Regions from separate parts of the Gossypium arboreum genome. Here region 1 is linked to region 2. A link is a contact called in public Hi-C data. All regions are on one chromosome and are shown on one strand. Each heading gives the region's core, a stretch centred on a gene start, on an enhancer-like site or on the middle of the called end of the contact. The rest is flanking DNA. Distances are from core to core; before and after follow the strand shown. Region 1 holds the start of LOC108475565 (protein terminal ear1-like). Region 2 holds the start of LOC108474823 (protein JINGUBANG).

Region 1 (3,303 bases), core at 399-2,898, 290 kb before region 2:
AAAACACTTTAAAATAAGTTATTGTTAGAGAAAGGGTGTGTGTGAAATAGAAAGTGTCCATATAACACTCACCTAATGGTTATAAACCCTTATTCAAAAAAGAAAGAGAGAAAATGGTTATACACTCATTAACTAAGCATTTGGCCTAAAATGCATAATGTGCATGTGTCCACTACTAGTCCAACTAGTAGTTTTAATTGGACACATGAAAGCTTGTTCTTGTCTACTTGTGCTCATTATATGTGACAAAAATATTGTGGTGTTTTGACATTAGAGTTAGGACCTTATGGAACATGAATATAAATGTATATAGTTCATCTTCTTTCTCATTTTGACTTGTCTAGATAAATACTATTATTGTGATGCATAGAAGGAATTATATTTTTAATGATATAAAACCACCATGATTTTTAGTAGTTACTTATTTAATTAAGTATAGTTTGATCATTATTGTAATTAAAGTGCATACATCTAAAAAGACTCATGTGACCATTTGGCAAAGTGAGAGAATGTTGGAATTTGTGGCCTTTATGGCTACATAAAAGATTATTGAGGGAATTTTTGATCTTTGAGGAGACTGTGGCACCCATCCTACCAATTCAACCCATATATGCTATAGGACAGGGTTTCAAATCTTACCAAATACAAAATATGAATTTGCATGGTAGGTAAAGGTACTTCCCTTTCATGAACTCGACACAAAATTTTGATGGAGGCAATAGACAAAATTTAGAATTAAAATTGAGCATAAACACTCTTAAGCCTAATACTAAACATGCTAAGAGGACTCACAGCTTCTTATTAATAGGTTAAAAATCCCTTCAACAACCATGTTGACGAAAGTAATGTACTATGCACATTAGACATTAATAGGTACATTGACTAAAATCATGTATCTTTAAAGTACATATATTGAATTTTACTAGGTACATTAACCAAATTATGCATCTTTAATGACTAATATATGATTATGGTTAATTACTTTGGATTAATTGTATCACATTAAAATAATTCATGTACTTGTACAATTATATACCAAAGGAGGAAGAATAGGCATCTACATTAAGAAGGTGGTGTTTTATGGAAGTACAATGTGCAAATGTTAAAAGTTTAATTTTGACACAATATATAAATGTTAAAATTTTAAATTTTAAAATTTTAAATTGTTATTATGTTAATTTTAAAACTCCAAGTTAACTTTTAGTAATCATTTATTGATTGATGATGAAAATATTTAAATAATTAAATAATTATTTTATAAATTTTGATGATTGGATGATAAAAAATCTTAATAACTGAATATCTCAATTTAATTTATTAATTATCGGGAGAATAACACATAGATGCGGATGTGAAAGAATAAATGAGGGTGCACTGCACTGTGCTAAAAATAAAAGCAGAGGTGGAGAAGCGATTAGTCTGTCCGAGTCTGACTGTCTCTGATTAGTCAAAAATACTAAAGATGAAAAGAAAAAAAAGTAATACTCACATGCAGCAATGCTTATTATTACTCAACCCGCACCACACATTTCATTTGTGTGGCCACGTGTACGCTCCAAATTCTTAATCAACCCCCGAATTACTACGAGGATCATGATCAAAATCCAAAAACAAAAACCCAGAAAGTAAGGGGTTTTATTCACTCTAAAAAAACTCATCATCTTTCCCATGAGGTGGCAATTCGGGAGACGAGGACACTTTTGGCAACCTTTTCTTGTTTCCTGGAAACCAAGTATATAGCGAAAAGGAAAGGGAAAAAAAACCAAAACCCTCCCAATCCATTCTCTCCTTTTCGTTTTTACTTACACTTCGACTACCAACTTTAATGAGTTTTTCTTGGACATGGAAAACGACAACAATACAAACAAAGAAAATGTTTTCTTGGGCTTTTAATTTCCCAAGCTGAACTCAGATAAAAGAGAACAGCTTTCTCATAAATATACTTTCTCGGCTCCTTTTTATCTAGTTGAAGAAAAGCTTTTTTTTCCCCTTTGAGTGGTGGACTACTGGTTCTCCGCCCTGAAACAGCCATGGGGGAAACCGGGACGGTCCGGTTCCCTGGAAACCTTGACCCGACGGCACAAGAATTTTGGCCCGCCCAAAACGTAGTTTGCCAACCCCAATTTCCTCTCTACAGACCCCCCCAACTTTACTACCCGTACGCTGCGTCTCCAACGGTACCGTTTTGCAGCGGCGGCGTACCGCAGTTCCATGCTGCCCTGCCTCTACATGCACCTGTAGCTATACCTGCACCAGCGCCTTGCGTCACTACAGCGTCCATGGTGGTTGCACCGCAGCTGCCACTTCCACCTCCGACTGCGGCGGCGACGAGGGCTTTGGTGTTAACGTTGGTTCCATGCGATGTGAGCGAGTCAAAGGTGTGGAAAGAATTGGAAGTGTTCGGGGAAGTACGCGGGGTCCAGATGGAAAGAGTCCGAGAAGGGATCGTGACCGTCCATTTCTACGATCTGAGACATGCGGAGAAAGCGTTGAAAGAAATACGCGAGCAGCACATGCAAGAGCAAGCCAGGGTTCGAGACCAGTACACTGCGGCTGCTACCGGGTGCGAACCAGGTGTGTCCAACGCTTGTGTTCCACTCCCTTCTGCGCGTGGACTCATAGCCGGGAGGCCTGTCTGGGCCCACTTCACTATTCCGGCAAGCAATGCTGTCCCTGAGGGGAATAATCAAGGAACTGTTGTGGTATTCAATTTGGACACCGGCGTTTCAATTTCGCAACTCAAAGAAATCTTCCAAGCTTATGGTAAGTTTCGGTTCATTTCTTGTCTTTTATGTTCGCTTGCTTTGTTTGGGTTTTTGTTGTTCAATCTATTTTGTTTTACTCTTTTGGGGGGGGGGGTTGATACTTTGATTAGCAGTCAAAGATATTTTCATGCTTTGTTACAAAATTTTGCAACCTGGTTTGTTGTTTAGGCCCAGTGAAGGAACTGAGAGAAACACCATTGAAGAAACACCAAAAGTTTGTGGAGTTTTATGACGTAAGGGATGCGGCTAAGGCTTTGAGAGAAATGAATGGAAAAGAAATTAATGGGAAGCAAGTTGTAATTGAATTTAGTCGACCCGGAGGATATAGCAGGAAGTTCTTCAATAGTGATAACAACGTTAACAAAATTAACACTATTACAGCTTTCACTGATAAATATAATCCCCATACGAGAAATCCCAAGTACTCATCTTCTCCCCCACCTCCCCCGCCGCTGCCTCGTAAATTCTCTGCTAGATTTTCTTCCAACGATATACCTCGTTCTTTTCTTCCTCGAAACCAATCGCCTACTGTGAAACC
Region 2 (3,637 bases), core at 959-3,458:
TTTACTATTATGATAAAAGAACGAAGAGTACAAAAGAAATCTCAAAACGTAGACACAAAATTCTCTACATGTGTTATGAGTTTTTTCTAAAGTTGTTAAAGAGCCTATTTATAAGCTAAATTCATAAGTCAAATAATAATAAAATAATCTAAAACTCATCAATATTTAATTAAAATAAATAAATAAAATTTAACTAGAAAATTATTTCTCAAATTTAATTAAAATAGGAGTCATACTTAACAACTCATTTAGTCAAAAGAAATTGTCTACACCAATAAGGTTTAATGTTGTAAATGACAGCTTTAATTAATTGCAATCTTCCGGCATAGCTTAGTTGCTTAGATGACCAACTATTAATTCTGCCGGTAAGTTTCTCAATCAAAGGAGCACAATCTGTAGCATTTTAATTTCCTTGTGACCAGCGGAACTCTCAAATATCTCACAGTAAGCCTACCAGACTGAAAAGGAGTAACTCTTTTCGTAATTTCCCATTCCTCTTCAAAAGCACATTTACATGGTTTCTTTCATGTTATTTATTTCTTTATATCTATCAAATATTCATGAAGATTATTGTTCGTACTATTGAAAATTTAAAGTCCAGACATACTTCATCATACTAATGCTACTTTGGGATTTTATTTTTTTTATTTTGCAAAAAAGAAGTAGATATAAGAAACAAAGAAATAATAATAATGGATTAGAGATTCAAGTGTACATTCATGTACCATCAAATTAGAATTTGAAACAGGTAAGCTAAGTTGTGGGGTGATGATTTCGACTTTTCCTTTTTGTACCATGAAAATTTAAAAGTTCATTTCTATTATTTTTCCTAAAATGATCTACTTTGGAGAAAGAATGCAAATGATTCAATCGAAGACAGCTTAGTTAAATATCTTCTAGCTAGGCCGCATCATTACACTAACTAAAGCCTAAATGACCCCATTTTCCTAACCGAGAAAAATATTTCCAACTTTTGATTTGTGCCCAGACTGTATAAAAATTAAATTGGAGGAAATAACCAAATCGTCAAATCAATTTAATCCATCAAGTTATTTGAGTAATATAATTTTAAAAATTTACAATTAATAAATAAAAATATTTTTTGAACTATATTTTTATAAAATATACATTAATAGTATAATTAATTTTAATATACAAAATCTAGGGTAAACTATATAGATAGTAACCCAATTATAAAAAAATTATTTTAGACAATAAAAATAAAAAGTTTATAATTTAAACATTCATATTATATAGTTTACATAGCAGTTAAAATTTTGGTATAATAACAATTTTATTTCTTAACTTTTATATATTATATTAATTTAATCATATACAATTTTAAAAATTAACCTTCAAAATTTACAAATGTTCTCAAAATTACATAAATATTTTCCAAAGATTTAATAATAAATTTAAATTTTATATTAATATTAATATAAAATAAAAATCTCTCACTCCGGTCCCTCTCCCTCTCTCCCACCGGAACTTTCCTTCCCACCGTCGTCGTACCCCCACCCCCACCCATCACTGTCCCTCTATTGCTTCCGAATTCCATTAATTTCATGGCTAATTTGAATCCAAATACTTGTAATATTCCTTCTCATACTTCTTCTTAATTGCCTCGGGGGTAAGGGAACGGTGGTGGGAGGGGGTGAGCTACGGAGGTGGGAGGATTTTATTTTATTTTATTTAATATTAATATAATTATATTATTAATATTATATTAATATAAAATTTATTATTATTGAAAGTATTTATGTATTTTATATATTTTTATAATTTTTAAAATTAAAATCAAAATTTAAAATTATTTATAAATTTTGAAAGTGAATTTTTAAAAAATATAAAGTGATATAATATATAAAATTTTATGACTAAATTTATTATTATATCAATTTTTTAATTATCATATTTATCATTTATAATTTTAAGGAGATTGATTAGAATGACGGAATTATATACGTTAATGCTTTAATTATAAATTGTTTATGTTAAATATTAGAGTTAAAATTTGTATTGATAATCCTAAATTCTATTTTACAGAGTTGTAATTTGCAAAGCAGCAAGCTGGGAAAGAGCACCCCCAATAAAATCACAAAACTACTCCTTTTGACGTGCCATTTCTTGTCCTTTTGGAGCCTAGGACTGATCGTACCATATCCACTCTCTCAACTCCACGTGGCATTACCTTTTTTTCTTTATATAATTATAAACCACAACGAAGGTCCTGCTTCAATCCTCTCTCGTGCCTAGCTTCTATATTTTTGCTTTAGGGCTGAAAGGCCGGCATGAAGGTCCGATCATGGCTAGCTACATGCACAACCAGCAGCTGCGCCACTTTAACCCACGACTCCACCATCCCGTTCCCTAAAAAACCACCGCGCTTATCGGAACATTTGGTTTCCGATAGTTCCTCCGATAATCGAGGGAGCGCCACCTCATCTTCAGCTTCTTCAAGTGACACGAGCTACAGCAGCCTCCCTAGCAACCCTTCCCTCCAGACTCTGCCATCTGTACCTTCCTTACAGCTTTTCCCTGATACCTTAGTCTTTTCCGTCTCTGACATCAGCGTTTCTTCAATTATGCCTCTACCCAACCACCCGATCACCTGCGTTGCGGTTCAGGGTAACTTCTTGTATGTTGCTTCTGTTAACGAAATTAGCGTCTACGATCGCCAAACATCCACTCTTCTCGATGCCTACAACGGCAACGATTCATCCTCCGGTTCCGTTAAGTCTGTCACTTTCTGTGACGGAAAAGTCTTCACTGCTCACCAGGACTCTAAGATCCGGGTCTGGCAAATGACCGTGACTAAAAAGCACAAGTTCTTAACCGCCCTACCTACCGTTAACGACCGCTTACGTCGTTTTGTTCTCCCAAAGAACTATGTCAGTGTTCGCCGTCACGTGAAGCGGTTGTGGATCGAACACGCCGACGCCGTTACTGGGCTCGCCGTCAATAGAGGTTTAATCTACTCAGTTTCTTGGGATAAAACCTTGAAGATATGGCGAGCATCGGATGCGCGTTGTTTACAGTCTATTAAAGCACACGACGACGCCATTAACGCCATCACGGCCTCCGTTGACGGAACGGTTTATACAGGGTCCGCTGACCGACGGATCCGAGTCTGGGCGAAACCCTCAGGCGAGAAGCGGTACGCATTGGTGGCGACTCTTGAGAAGCATAAGTCAGCGGTAAACGCACTGGCTTTAGACGACGAAAGATCAGTGCTTTTCTCCGGTGCGTGTGACCGTTCGATTCTGGTATGGGAGAGGGAAGATAGCGCCAATTACATGGTGGTGACGGGAGCGCTGAGAGGGCATGGAAAGGCAATCCTATGCTTGATCAACGTCTGTGATTTACTAATGAGCGGGTCCGCGGATCGGATGGTTAGGATCTGGCAACGTGGAGTGGAAGGGAAATATTGTTGTTTGGCAGTTTTGGAAGGTCACCGGAAGCCGGTGAAGTCATTGACGGCTGTCAGAGACGATGAACATAGTGATGTAGTTTCGGTTATTAGCGGAAGCCTGGATGGCGAAATTAGAACGTGGAAAGTCTCGTTTTCGGGTAGCCCCTCGTCGGCGACGGATTTCCGAAAATGGAATTTGTGAAAAAAAAAAAAAGGAATTGAATC

What was found. A called contact is a pair of places that touch in the nucleus more often than the background predicts.
Region 1: a Hi-C map of leaf shows a contact between it and region 2, with 2.2 times the contacts expected there. The contact joins the promoter of LOC108475565 here to the promoter of LOC108474823 in region 2. A contact is called at or near these places in 2 of 5 Hi-C or Micro-C datasets (both in leaf).

What each region holds. Positions count from the first base shown.
Region 1 is chr3:19,393,211-19,396,513 of ASM2569848v2, reverse strand. It overlaps LOC108475565 (protein terminal ear1-like), which reads left to right and starts at 1,648. Exons shown (of 5, transcript XM_017777543.2): 1 at 1,648-2,763; 2 at 2,934-3,303. The coding sequence starts at 2,031.
Region 2 is chr3:19,105,738-19,109,374 of ASM2569848v2, reverse strand. LOC108474823 (protein JINGUBANG) reads left to right here and starts at 2,208. Exons shown (of 1, transcript XM_017776846.2): 1 at 2,208-3,637. The coding sequence starts at 2,292. The coding sequence ends at 3,614.